2 separate regions of the Mus musculus genome follow, and region 2 is linked to region 1. The links are chromatin contacts, called in public promoter capture Hi-C maps. All regions are on one chromosome and are shown on one strand. Each heading gives the region's core, a stretch centred on a gene start, on an enhancer-like site or on the middle of the called end of the contact. The rest is flanking DNA. Distances are from core to core; before and after follow the strand shown. Region 1 holds the start of 1700066B17Rik (RIKEN cDNA 1700066B17 gene). Region 2 holds the start of Creg2 (cellular repressor of E1A-stimulated genes 2).

What was found. Promoter capture Hi-C pulls out the DNA fragments that hold promoters and counts their contacts.
Region 2: a contact with region 1 is called in a promoter capture Hi-C map of the HPC-7 cell line, with 3 times the contacts expected there. The contact joins the promoter of Creg2 here to the promoter of 1700066B17Rik in region 1. A contact is called at or near these places in 19 of 39 promoter capture datasets (the 3T3-L1 cell line, 3T3-L1-derived adipocytes, the C10 cell line and 12 more), 1 of 484 Hi-C or Micro-C datasets (bone marrow-derived macrophages), 3 of 115 datasets of contacts at active chromatin or transcription factors (bone marrow-derived macrophages, embryonic stem cells and memory CD8 T cells) and 4 of 9 other capture datasets (adipose tissue, liver, macrophages and 1 more).

What each region holds. Positions count from the first base shown.
Region 1 is chr1:39,844,845-39,851,434 of GRCm38.p6, forward strand. It overlaps 1700066B17Rik (RIKEN cDNA 1700066B17 gene), which reads right to left and starts at 2,486. Exons shown (of 5, transcript NR_040465.1): 1 at 2,465-2,486; 2 at 821-1,002; 3 at 384-495.
Region 2 is chr1:39,647,322-39,653,911 of GRCm38.p6, forward strand. Creg2 (cellular repressor of E1A-stimulated genes 2) reads right to left here and starts at 3,861. Exons shown (of 4, transcript NM_170597.4): 1 at 3,185-3,861; 2 at 455-624. The coding sequence starts at 3,619. It overlaps D930019O06Rik (a long non-coding RNA gene), which reads left to right and starts at 4,147. Exons shown (of 2, transcript XR_001778897.2): 1 at 4,147-4,948.

The DNA of each region.
Region 1 (6,590 bases), core at 1,236-3,735:
AGTCCGAATCAGTCCCCAGCACCGACAAGAAACAAACTCACAATCTCCTATAACTCTAGCTTCAGGGGATCTGATACCCTCTTCTGCTCAATCAATCTCTCTCTCTCTCTCTCTCTCTCTCTCTCTCTCTCTCTCTCTCTCAAAAAGATAAACCTTCATAATTTAAAATCATGTTAGGTACATGTAAGAGATAAATATAGTGTATTTTGAGTTCTGTGTTTTCTGCTTTAGGTTTCTGCAGAGCACTTAAAAAAAAAAAAAATGCCCCTGCCTCAGATAAGATGCACTGATGTGTTCCCAGCACAGAGTTCAGGGCCTCGGGAAACCTGCTGTGCACCCACACTGTACCTCCAGCCCACTGATGCCTGGGGCTTCCCACTCACCTGTCTTCAGAGCCCTTGGAACGAGTCACATGTGAGGTCCTGGATGGAATTTCCCTCTGGCTTTAGCTCATCTTTCAGGCGGAAGCCTCACCTGGGCTGAGTCCTCAGCTGCCTGTGGAATTTGTCACAAAAGAGTTAGTAAGTAAATGTTTATTGGTCACAAGGTTCAGGTCACCAGGTTTGATGTTTTGTTTGTGAGACAAGGTTTCACTTTTGTAGCCCTGGCGGGACTTGAACTCACTATTATATAGGCCAGGTTGTCCTTGACTTCAAAGATACTTGGCTGCATCTGCCTCCTGAGTTCTGAGCATAAAGGTGTGTGCCAGCACAACCAGCTCTCTCAAGGTGGCTCTTGATGCCTTGAGAAACATCACTTAGGTTTTTACAAACATTTTATTCAAATTTCATCTTTAAGATATATTAAATTGTTTTCATACCGTAGCATAATGGCTCTCAACGTATCCTCACTGCAGACCAATAGGTATGTTACAAAACAAGTTCGTTGTAAAGACGTTGGGAGATATCAGGTCCCTGCCATTCTCTGATGACTTACAGAAATATTTCAAGGTTGCAAGGCTGACTATTTTTTTTAATTGTTATGGTTTATATAATCCTTTATCTGTGTGAAGGAGGAATTTCTCATTACAGTGTGACCAAAATAAACTCTAAAAATAATCTGAACCCCAAGGCTGGCTTCAGACGGTGCCAGGTTCCCATAACCCTTCTACATTTTTCCATCTGTAAAGCTGCTCTCGGTTCACATTACTGGGCTCTATGGTGTGTGAATATAAGCTGAGGCTATAGTGGGAATATATATGTGTAACACAAACCGTTAGCCATTTGATATTTTAGGGATTTCTGGAATGTTATTTGAAAGATGGACTGAACTATCTCTTTGAAAGTTTCAAAACCACTAAGCGGGGGAGGCAATGTCCTAGAGTCCAGCCTGCCAGTAATTCTGCAACCAATGCCTAAGAAAACAAAGGGTCTGCCTGGGGACTGAACCCAGAGAGGCCCAACCAGGAAAAACCACTGGAGCATTTTGCTGGAGAGCGAGGTGAACAAGAATATGCTCTGGGTCTCCTCTGGATGCCCAGATCCCTGACCTCAAAGGTTTGTGTGTTTGCCTCGGTGCTGACTTCAACATGGTCTGGCCCCTGTTCAGCAGCTAGGGAAGCCCTTGAGTAATACATGCTGGTGCTCAAACATTGGGAGCCAGGCATAGACCTAGAACCTCCTAAACTCAGTAACAGTAGAGATCAGAGCAAGCCAGGGGAGGCTAAAGGAAAGGAGCAGTCCAGGGCTGGGAGACTCTGTTCAGAATGGGGATGCCACACAGCACCTCTTCCTTCTCCTACCCCCACCCCACCCCCAGCCCTATCCTCAGACCTGCCTTCGTCCTGTGACTTTTTCAACAAAGGTAGATTAGACACCAGGGTCTTTTCTGGTCCCTCCTCCTCTTTCCCCCCATTCCTTCTTCTCCTCCCCCTCCCTTTCTCCTCTTTCTCCTCCCCCTTCCTCCCTTCCTCCTAGTCTTTGGCTTCCCCTGGACTTTCCCCGACTCTTTAAAAACGTTCTCTCTCTGACAGTCGACAGGGAAAGGAAAGATATTTTCTTCATTGGTGTAAGGCACCCATGCTCCCACAAACAACAACCCGGCGCTCCTGTAAATAACAATAATGAAACTTACTGGGTCATGAAATAAAGGAAGGGGGGATGAGGTTAGAAGGTGGACTAGTTGAGAAGGGGAACGGGATTAATGGAGGGTGGGAGGGACAAGATGTTGAGGGGATAAAAGTGATCAAAATGCACAATGAAAACAATTATTATGTGCAATTAAGATATAATAGTAAAACCACTTTTTAAAAGCTCTCTCTCAGTTCTGCCCCTGTAACTACTGTCCTATCTGTCCCTAGCCTTCACATGAAACGTCTTGCCATCAAGACGTGACTGTGGCATTGCGTCCCTCCCTAAGCCAGTGTGCCTGGACTTCCCCTGCTGGAACAGTGGCGTCATCTCAAAGGTCACAGCGACTTCCTGATTTTAAGTCCAGGAAGCTTTCTGGGAGCTGATGCTCTCACCGGCCTCTGTGTAATGATGTCTACAGACCACCGCTCCTCAGGTTGGAGATGCCCTTTGATATTGTGACTTCACTTCCTGTTTTCCCCTCCCCCACCCTCACCATACCTATCTCCAAAAGCTTTTTCTATCTTCCTATGCCTCTAAAGCAGTAGATCTCAACCTGTTGGCTGAGTGGCCCCTCTGGAGCCAAACAGCCCTTACATAGGGATAGCATATCAGATATCCTGCATATCAAATATTTACATTATGATTGGTAACAGTAGCAGGTTTACAGTTATGAAGTAGCAACAAAAATAATGTTATGGTTGGGGGGGGGGGTCTCCCCAACATGAGGAACTGCATGAAAGTATCACAGCATTAGGAAGGTTGCAGCTCTAAAGCAAGATGGCGGTGCTAGTTTATAGCACACTATCACAGGGTGCTGAAGACAATTGTAAAACAATTGGCTTTCTGCCCACTCTGAAAGCTAGACGTCCAAGATGGCATCAGTGTTGGTATATCAGTCTATTTTCCACTGCTACAAAAAAAAAAAAAAAAAAACCACAAAACTGCCTGGTGTTGGGTTCTTTGTAAAGAAAGAGGTTTTATTTAACTCATACATCTTCAAGTCCAAGAGCACAGCCCTGATTGTCACTCAGCTCTGGTGAGGGCCTCCCTGCAGGAACATGTGCTGAAATCGGATAGCAAGATCCGAAATCAGAGAAATTCAGGCTCTATAGCTTGATCTCCAAGGACCTGACCAGAGTGTCACAACTCTATCAATCCCTGCCTAGTGCAGCATCCACAAAAACTTAACCACCTCCCGATAGGCCCCACCTCTTAAAGGTTCAACCACCTTACACTGCCACACTGGGAACCAAATTTCCCACACATGACCCTTTGAGGAGGACACTCAAGTCATCTCTGAACTATAGCAGCTGGTTTCTTCTGTAGGCTGTCTTATTGATTTATAGATGGTGGGCCTTCTCCTGTGGCCTTGTATTCTACCTCCGTTTATATATGTATCTAATTTCCTTCTCTTATAAGGACACTAATCATATTAGATTAGTTCTCCCTAATGACTTTGTCTTAATCATCTCTGTAAACTCATTTTCTCTAAATGAACTCCATTCTGGGACACGGGAGATGGGCATCGCCGCAACACATGGATTTTGGAGGTGGAAGAAAAAGGCATAATGTCATCCCTAGCCATGGTCAATCTCATTCAAATCCTTGGTCCTTTTAAATATTGCTTTCTTATACCCATCTAAAAGCTGGGTGTATAGTTATCAAGCAAAATGGTTTTTTTTTTAATTGCAAAAAGTAATATATCTCATGAAAACATCAAAGGTGTCGGGGAAAAGGACTAATGAGATGTTGTGATTTCGAAATAAAATGCAGCTCCCAGTCCTCACCTGCGCTCTGAGCCTGATTCCACTGTGCTCCCAGTCCCAGTGAGTGCTGGCAGTTCCCACAGGCTACGGAGCAGTGCCTACTCGGGCTCCCTTGTCTTCACCTAAGACCCCTACAACCTTTCCAGTCCCCTCTTTCCTCTGCCTGACACTGTGACCAGACATTCCATTTGTCCCTTTCAAAGACTGACTGCATAATTGCTGTTTAATACAGTATTTGTGAAAACCTATTTCATTAGTAAAAATGTCTTTAGAACTTTAGATAATGATGTCAGAGGACAAAATTCACCGAGGAGCCCTTCAACAGAGCACTCAAGAGCTACCACGGCCCCTGTACACACCCCTACACCCACCTTTTCTTGTATTATGTACCCCTTAACATCTTAGGTTTCTCCCACCCAAGGCATGATACCTTGACACCTCTGCTCTAAGCCTTAAGGATCTGCACACGTCTCACCATCTAAGCCCAGCTTCTTGGGCCAGTGTTTGCCGATTTCTTGACCGACTTCTGCTCCTGCACAGGACACGGTGTAGAGTGACTGTAGTGCCCATTTGCTTTGCCCTGACTATCCTCATACAGCTCATTTGTGGGCATCCACTCTAGTATTCTTTTGAAATATTGCTTCCCCATGTGTACTATCAGAACCCCTAAAGACGGTGCCTGCCTCTTCTGAGAAGTGTTTCCTAGCCTTTCACCTGCTTTGAGTACACCACTCTGGGAAGCCCCATCCTCAGGGTCTCCTTGAGCCATGTTGATAGCATGCTAAATGCCCAGCTTGGGGCTTATGTATTTTTCCTGTCCTTGTCCCCCTAAGGGCTGAAAGAGGCTGAGGGCGGGTTGTACAAGGCCACAAGTGTTGACTCGGAATGGATCAGAATCCAAAGCCAAGACCTATGCAAAGAAAACAAGTCTTTGTCCTTCGTGCCCTGTGTAAGGTACTTTGCCACCTGCTTTCTGCTGGTATTATTCATGTGACAGGCCAGTCTGAAACTGTAGGTTAGTTGAGGACACTGTAGAGAATGATCATATTGCCTTATATCTTGGTGTGTGTGTGCTCACATGCATGTGCTTGGGCACGTGTGCACATGGGTTAACATGTATGTGGAGAACAGAGATTGACACAGGTATCTCTCTCATTTGCTGTTCACTTCATTTTTATTACCATTTATTGGGGTGCATTTTCCACAGTGTGCACATGGAGGCCAAAGTGCGACTCGTGAATGTAAGTGCTTCCATCCCATCACGTGGATCCCAGGAATAGAACTCAGGTCTTCGGTATTTTGTCATAGTAACAAGAAACGAACTCAGAGAGAGCCTGGATAGAAATGACCTCCTCTCTCTTTCTCTTAGTCCCTCTCTGTCCAAGGAACAGCATCATAACTATGGAGAGTAAGAGCTGGGAGAGGGGTGGGGGAGGGGGAGAGAGCTCAGTCAAAAGAACGCCTGTGACACAAAGAGAAGGTGCAACCATGACCTAGTAAACTGGATAGCAACTCTGTAGGGTGTGAGACGTGCCAGTCATACATTTTCAAGAGAAGGGAAAACCCAAATACAATGTAGCAGCGAGTTAGTTAAACCTGCTCTGAGCTCCTGGCTGGTTGCGAGTCTCTGCTACAGGAGCTCTTGGATTTGAGAATGAAAGACACACATACACTAACTCAATTTTGATATGTCTTGACGATCTCAATGGCTGGGCACTTCTAAAAGTCCCCCACTGCCAGCAAATACTCCCTCCAGTATTCCTGCATTAATATCTTTTTTAAAAAATCTATATTTTACCTTTGCTTCCCTGGCTCCTTCTGGTCAGTCCCCTGTCTTTGCTGCCCAGGAGGCTTCTGTACCTACATTTCAGCCATTACTCCCTCCTGTTCCTTCCTGGCATGGTCTGTCCTACCCCTTCTCCTGGCGACCCTTTCTTCCAACCCCCACGTTCTCCTACCCCCTCCCCCAGGAACCTAGAAGTACCACCTCTTCCATCCTGTCCCGCCATTGGCAACAGCTCTTTACTGATCAATCCAAAACCAACTGGGGGCAGGGTCCCCTGTGTCTTATGTGCAGACACTCCTGTAAGCAGTTTTGGGGACCAAAATTAACATTATAACACACGCAGCATTAGGCCAAACCCACTTCAATACCGAGAGCTCTCTGCGTAATGGGATCCCATTCTAATATGTTCTCATTTGAATAGACGTGTTCTATCTTACCCCTAGCAACCTGAGGAAATGAGCATTGTGGGAAAGGAAGACATTTTTTTTTCTTCAACGATATTCCCCCAATGTGTCCTAAATGCTTTGGGTGACATTGTCTTAGCTACTTCAAAATGCATTTAACCTTGTTCCAGTAAAGACACATTACAGCTGTAGCTAGAGGTGAAGCGGCTAGATGTGTATTTCTTGGGAACATGTGTGGGTTCTCTATTCAGTTGGAACTCAGAGGCAAACCTATGTGTGGCACACAGGCCTGGTGATGCCAGGAATCCTGTCCTCACCGCACTCTGGCAGCTGTTGGAAGAAACAGAGTAAGAAGCCACCAAAAGCCCTTTGGCTTCTGTCTGTAGACGTGTGAGTGTCTGCGCCTGGCAGGAACTTGGTCAGGCACACACCACTTCCTCTTCATTGGGAATTCCAGGATTGACGTGTTAATGTGCTTTGACCTAAGAGCGGGTGACCAGCCTGGAGTAAGAGCGGGAACTGAGCAGAGTTCTGCTGACTCATTGTCTTGTGTCTTCCCACA
Region 2 (6,590 bases), core at 2,611-5,110, 200 kb before region 1:
AACAAACCGTGCACTAGGGAATGTGCTCCTTTTCTAGACTGTGAGTACAGAAAAGTCCTCTGTGTTTCCCCTTTGAGTTCAGGATTCAACAAATTCCACCATCGAACTCTTACTAGTAAATAAGCTTTTTGTTCACCTGAAGTCAATGCTGGCACTCTGATGGAAGCTAAGGCAGGCCAGGCTGAGCAGAGAGGTCTGCTAGGCTAAGTGTAGCCTACACATTCCAACAGACAACAGTTTCTCTTTATAACAGGCTCACTGGATGTATCACCCCAGTGAAAGTCAAAACCCATGCACCCTCACGTTTTCAGATGAATACATGTGAGATAGCTTGGTCTACAGTGCAACTCTCTCAGAAGGATGTCAATGTACATCTAAGGTCCTATGACAGTGGCCATACAGCCCACCTTCTACCTCTGCCCAAACCCCTAGAAACAAACCCTCCCTCCTTTACCTGCAAAACTCCCCCTCAGACTCCGGCAGCACCAGCGAGGCTGTGGGATTCTTCACCAGGTCAGCCACCGCAGGGTCCTTGGCTGTCATGTAGAAGAAAGGGATCCCTGTGCTGTTGTGGACGGGGCCATCACTGATGGCCAGGCAGCTCCCAAAGGGCAGTCCTTGGATCTAACAAATACAACAATAACAAAGACAACAAGGGTTTGTGGTGGCAGAGCTACGAGTAACAAGCTGGGACCAAACTTGGTGTTTCCCGCTGGGACCGTGCTTGGACCACTTGCATGCCTCGGCGGATTTCACAGGGAGAATATTTGGGCTCTGTGGTCCCAATCTAAGCAACTCAAACCAGTGATGCTTTCAGAATTTCCCTGGGGGTGGGGCTGCGCGGGGAAGTGTATTCTGTCTGGAAGCTGAAGGGTTATTCTAGACGCTGACTTCACACAGTGAATGTAGCCGTTTTATTGAAGGGAGAGGACTACTAGGCTCTTGGAGAAGAAGACAGTGCTGGGCCTTTCCCACAAACTCCTCTTACATAACCACTGTGTTCCTCATCCCCTGCATTCTTTATTAAACTTTGGGGGATAGAACTTAATTAATTTTAACAAACTGCTTGGTCTTTGGAATGACAAGAATATTTTAAATTGCTTCAGATGGGGCAACAACATTTCTTCATCTATTTCTTCATCAGTTGTATGTTATATTATGATCAATAACTTTTCTTTATATAACTGAACAAGTTATGGGAAAGTGTTATGTTAGATACCATTCTAGCATAAATGGAAGCCACAGCAGCATGATATACTGATCTTTGCTTGTGCTCACCTAGTGGATGCTTATGTGACATTAAATTAAAGTGTTTAGGTCTTAGCTTTCCCCAAACTCTGCCATCCCTGCTTTGCCCCTTACAAAGAACCCTCCTGTTAGTGAAGCCGCCATTGTGTTCCAAGCACCTGATGTGGTGGGCAAGATTCTGAAAGGAAGGGCTTTAGTAATTTAGAAAAATGAAACATTAACGAGTTCTCCAAACGGTAGTATGACATCACCCACAGATTCTATTTCCAGGCTATCATGAACCGCTCAGCGGTTCATGCAAATGTTCTCTGAATTTACTGTTTGGATTCAAAGTCAACACTGGAAGAGCCTAAAGAAGCCAACAAAAGAGCTGTTGGAGGTCAAAGCAGCTTCAACACAACGACCCGCAAGGAAAGTGGATGGTTTCTCTTGTACATGTTTCTGTGAGGCAGGGCCGGGACATGTATCTAGAGTTGGCTCTGAACTCACAATTCTCCTGCCTTAGCTGTGTTAGCATGGGCCACCCAGGCTGACTGGCACCCGGCTTCTTCGTTTTGTGTGTGCCTAAGTGTGTGGTACTTCTGCATAGTGTGTATTCATGGCGGTCAGAGGTCCACCTCCTGGCCTCCCCATGTCTTTCCTCATGGTCCAGGACTGTTGTTTGGTTTTTTTTTTTTTTAAAGAAAGAGTCTGTCACTGGCCTGGGACTCCCGAAGTAGGCTAGGTTAGCTTGCCAGCAAACCCTAAAGATCCACCTGTTTCAGCAGACTCAGCACTGTGACCATAAATTAACACCACCCTGCTTGGCGCTTTATAAAAGAAAACAAACAAGCAAACAAAAGAACTCGGGTTCTGGAGGTTGAATAACACAGACTCTCAATCATTCTACAGCCGAGCCTCTTCCCTAGCGTCAGGCAGTAGATTTCTAATTGTCTGAACTGATTTGTTGTAAACCTAGAGATTAGCTTCATACTTAAAGTCTGTATTCTCTAAGGTATATGTTAAACGTGTAAAAAGTCTTTGAACCCTGGGAATACAGAACTGGCTTAGACTCAGATGTAGAAAGAGAACAAGATCATTGCCATTATTAGGATAAAGTTGTCATTAGATAATTTTTGAAGAAGAAGAAGAAAGAACTTTCAAGCTCTGCCCACCGAATTTCTTAGTTTTGTAGATGTTTTGGCCAAGCTGGGGTTAGTGAGACCCAGAGCTGTGGCAAGAACCAGACTCCCACACCGCGGGATACATAACAAAGCCCTTCCCTGCACAGATTCAACAGGGGCTGGGCCCACAGCTCTGTTTACCAGACAGGACTAGAAGCTTTCTGGAGGCTATTCTTAGGGAATACAGAGCCTCGGCCCCTCTCCATGCCATTCTGGGTGGAAGGAAGCAGGATAAAATGTGAATACAGTTTTGTGGATCGAAAGAGACGAACTGCAGCTGAAACAGCTCCTCCAGCTGTTACCTTTTGCTTAAGCCCTCTTTCTAAAAAACCTGAGTTCCATTTTTTTTTAAAGTGTAAATGTCTACCGGAGTGTGGATGGCGTTCCTCTTCCACACCCACTTGGTGTGGGAGGCGGTGCCAGAGTCTGTCTGCAGGACTGTCGGAGCCTGCAGGGAGCTGGGAGCTGGATGCGCCTCATCTGTGATTCCAAAAGCGATCCTGCCTACGTTCCAGGTTTCCAGCTTGTCACTGTTTATCTGATCATCTCTTTGGCCATTTTAGTACACAGGGATTCAATCACTAACCACGAGACTGTTTCCCAGCTTCTCCTTCCTCCCCACTCACATGCACTTGGCCAGATGGACCGACCCATGCACACGCTGGTTCCGTTATTCACAGGGCATTCACAGCCTATGAACCTGTGAAACCGGAGTCGCCCTGCGTCCTGGAAGGGAGACGCGCACCGCCCCCGCGTCCCGACCTCTGGCTTACCTTTTCGTGGGTGGACACAGTGGCCAGACAGCCCCAGGAGCTAGCGTGGGCTAGGGAGCGGGCGGTGCCGGCATGCACCCTGGGGCCAGGGGATGCCTCAGATGAGCCGCTCTCCCGCCGGTAGGAGAACATGCCACGCGCGGCCGGTGCGGGCCTGGCGCGGGCGGAGCCCCGAGGTCGCAGGTGCGTGTCCTCCTTGTGCGCCGAGGCCGGAAAGCTCTGCTGCCAGATGCTACTCGAGTCCTCCAGCAGCGCGGGCAGCGCCTCCTCAGTGGATGCACTGTCCAGCTCCTCATCTACCTCGTTGGTGACAGCCCAGGACACGGAGCTCACGATCACGTAGCCGGCGGCTGGGGACAACAGGGCGCTGCAGCATAGCAACCAGGACAGGCGACTCCCTGGCCAAGCAGGACGCTCCCTGCCGGACAGCGACATCTTCTTGGAGGCGACGCGCCCTGTGGCGGGGACCACTGACCAAGCAGCGGCCAGCCAGGGGCGCCCCCCTGCGGCGGAGCGTGCGTCGGAACCCTTCTCCTCGTGATAGGATTCCCGGGTTGAGGGTCTCCAATCAGTCCGGGGGCCGGGGTTCCCTATTGCCTTACACTCCCGTAAGAAGCGAAGTCTGCTGCACGACCAGAGTCCCCTGCGTCCACCGCCGCTGCTGGGCGCAGAGTCCACGCGTGTCTTGGTTTTCCGCAGGATGGCAAGCGTTTTGCAGCCAGAGGGTGGGCGTTCACAGCTCAGGCTCAATGCACTCCTCCGCTCGTCAGCTGTGCGACTCTACCAAGCTGATTAACTTCTCTGAGCCAACAAGAAGGGCATCACCAGGCTCAGTTATTGCACCCCATCACCTCCGCAGAACCGGGAACCACAATACACCCACATCTTCCATCACTCACCCAGTCAGCAGTGTCCTGCGGTTAGCGACACAGACTAATAGAACTTTATTGTTGTTGGGTGTTTTGTTTTGTTTTTTGTTTTTTGTTTTTTTTTTTTGTTTTTTTGTTTTTGTTTTTGTTTTTTTTCGAGACGGGGTTTCTCTGTATATCCCTGGCTGTCCTGGAACTCACTCTGTAGACCAGGCTAGCCTCGAACTCAGAAATCTGCCTGCCTCTGCCTCCCAAATGCTGGGATTAAAGGCGTGTGCCACCTCTGCCCGGCTTAATAGCGTATTTTAAAAACCATCTTGTTCCAGTAAGAAGTTTAATAGATATCAAAATAACTTCAAAGTAATTATAATTTCTTACCTGTTCTTATGATATCCAGTCTTTGTCCCACCATGGAATATTTTCTATCGCTTATATTCCTAAAATGCAAGAGTCCTGCACTAACTGGTTCTATAAGAAAGTATCTTGAAATGGGATTTGAGTTTTTCCTACATGTCTTCACTGTGCCCTGCTGTGAAACTCCTGTGACTCTTCCTGGATGCCTGGATGTCAGCTGTGAACACAGCTGGTCTCTTTCTCTTTGCATGGGAACTTCTTGTCTCTCCCTGGATGCCCCTGGCTGCTCTTTCTCTCTCTCTCCCCTCCCCACCCCCCACCCCACAACCCCTTCTCTGCTCTCCGTCTGCTTTGAAACATTGATGGTGTCTTCAGTTTCTCCCCAAGACATCTTGTTTACTCTCATGGCTTCTGCTGTTATCGGCTGCTGCTCTCTCCCCAGCTTCACAGACCCTCTTATCCCCTGTTTAGGGGAAAGATGTGTTCCATGGTCTTGAGAGGCACAATGGGGAGTCATGGAAATACTACACACTGCAGCCAGGTATGATGGCACACACCTGTTATCTATCCTAGCACTCGACAGGTGGAGGCAGGAGATTCAGGAGTTCAAGGTCAGACTTAGCTAGGTAAGCAAATTTGAGACCAGCCTAGACTACATGAGACACCACCTCAAGATCCACCATAAAAACCAACAACTCCTCCTCCCTGAAATACAAATTAAAAATAATCCAGATCTTGTCCTATCATGTTCTGATTGTGGGATAGTGGCATGTCACTGTTGCCTCTACAAAATGGGGACGGTTACATCTCCCCCACCGGGGTTTGGGTGTCAAGCCTGACATCTCTAGTTTCAGGGGAGAGCTTATCCTCAGAGGAAAAAGACGATGAATGTTTCAACCTCAGGAAAGGAAAAGGGATTGAACTGATATGTCAGTGTGGGGAGAGGACCTGCAGATGGTAATCTCAGTTCCTCTGTGGCTCTCACGGCAGGATCAATCCACCTTCTCTTTCCTCATGCCTGAGTTGGCCAGCTATGGCAGAGGCATGTGCCTCCTCTGCTGGAATGAGTTCAGCTGTAGAACCTCAGAGGAGTCCCACAGATCTCTTTTATTTCTATGGGTATCGAGATGTTGTATTGTAAAAGCTAGAGAGGGTATATTTGTACAGATTCACACGTCACTCCCGTGGACCTGTTAGAGGTCAAGACGTGGACTTGAGTGTATTTAACTTTGCTAGTTAATTCTGTGTAAAAAGTTGTTATGGGATGTCAAACTGGCTTAAACGCCAATTATACTATCAGAGTGTAAGAGCTCCTATTTTCTTCATTCTTATCTATTTAGATTATTGTCAGATTAAGAGACGTTATTGGCTCTTACCCATGTCTGGGAGAAGGGCAATGATAGGTACTCATTGACTTATTTGCTTTAACTTGATCACCAGTTGTATTAGCTGCCTTTTCTTCACTATGACCAAATTACCCAACACAGCAATGAAAGGAGGAAAGGTTTATTTTGGCTCCAGAATTAGTAGGATTTGGCCCATCATGGCAGGAAGGGCACAAGGCACAGAGAGGTTCATGTCGTGGCACATCAGGAAGCAGAGAGAGGGGAATTCTAGTGTTACCCTTTCCCCCATTTATTCCCTCAGACACACGCAGAGCTGTGCCTCGCCATCTTCTAGATGATTCTGCATCCAGTCAGATTGACAATTAAGGCCACATCACTGGAACAGGTTGTTTTCTGTTTAAGGATGTTGGCTCCTCACCCCACCACGGTGAGAGGCACAGCATCAAAGCTCTCCTCTTCACCATGGGTAAGAGGTCAGCTCAATACTATGCACCTTGCTGCGCATGCATCTGTAGAACATTGGTGTCCTGCCATCCTCCAAACATCAGCTTCCTGTTTCCTTAGCTCAGCCTCTGACAGGCATCACATTGCCTTCTGTTTTGATGAATTTGACCATTTTCATGCCTCAGACAAATTCAATCCTGCAGAGGACTGGCTAATTTCCTTCTTTCAAGGTTCACCCATGTTGTGGCATCTGACAGGGTTTTCTTCTTTTAAGAATAATATTCCACATTATTTGTGTGCTGATTTCTATCATTTGTCTATCAGTGAACATTTCAGCTGTTTCCACTTGGTGGCTATTATGAGGTATGCTATCATTAACTCAGGGGTCTAGAT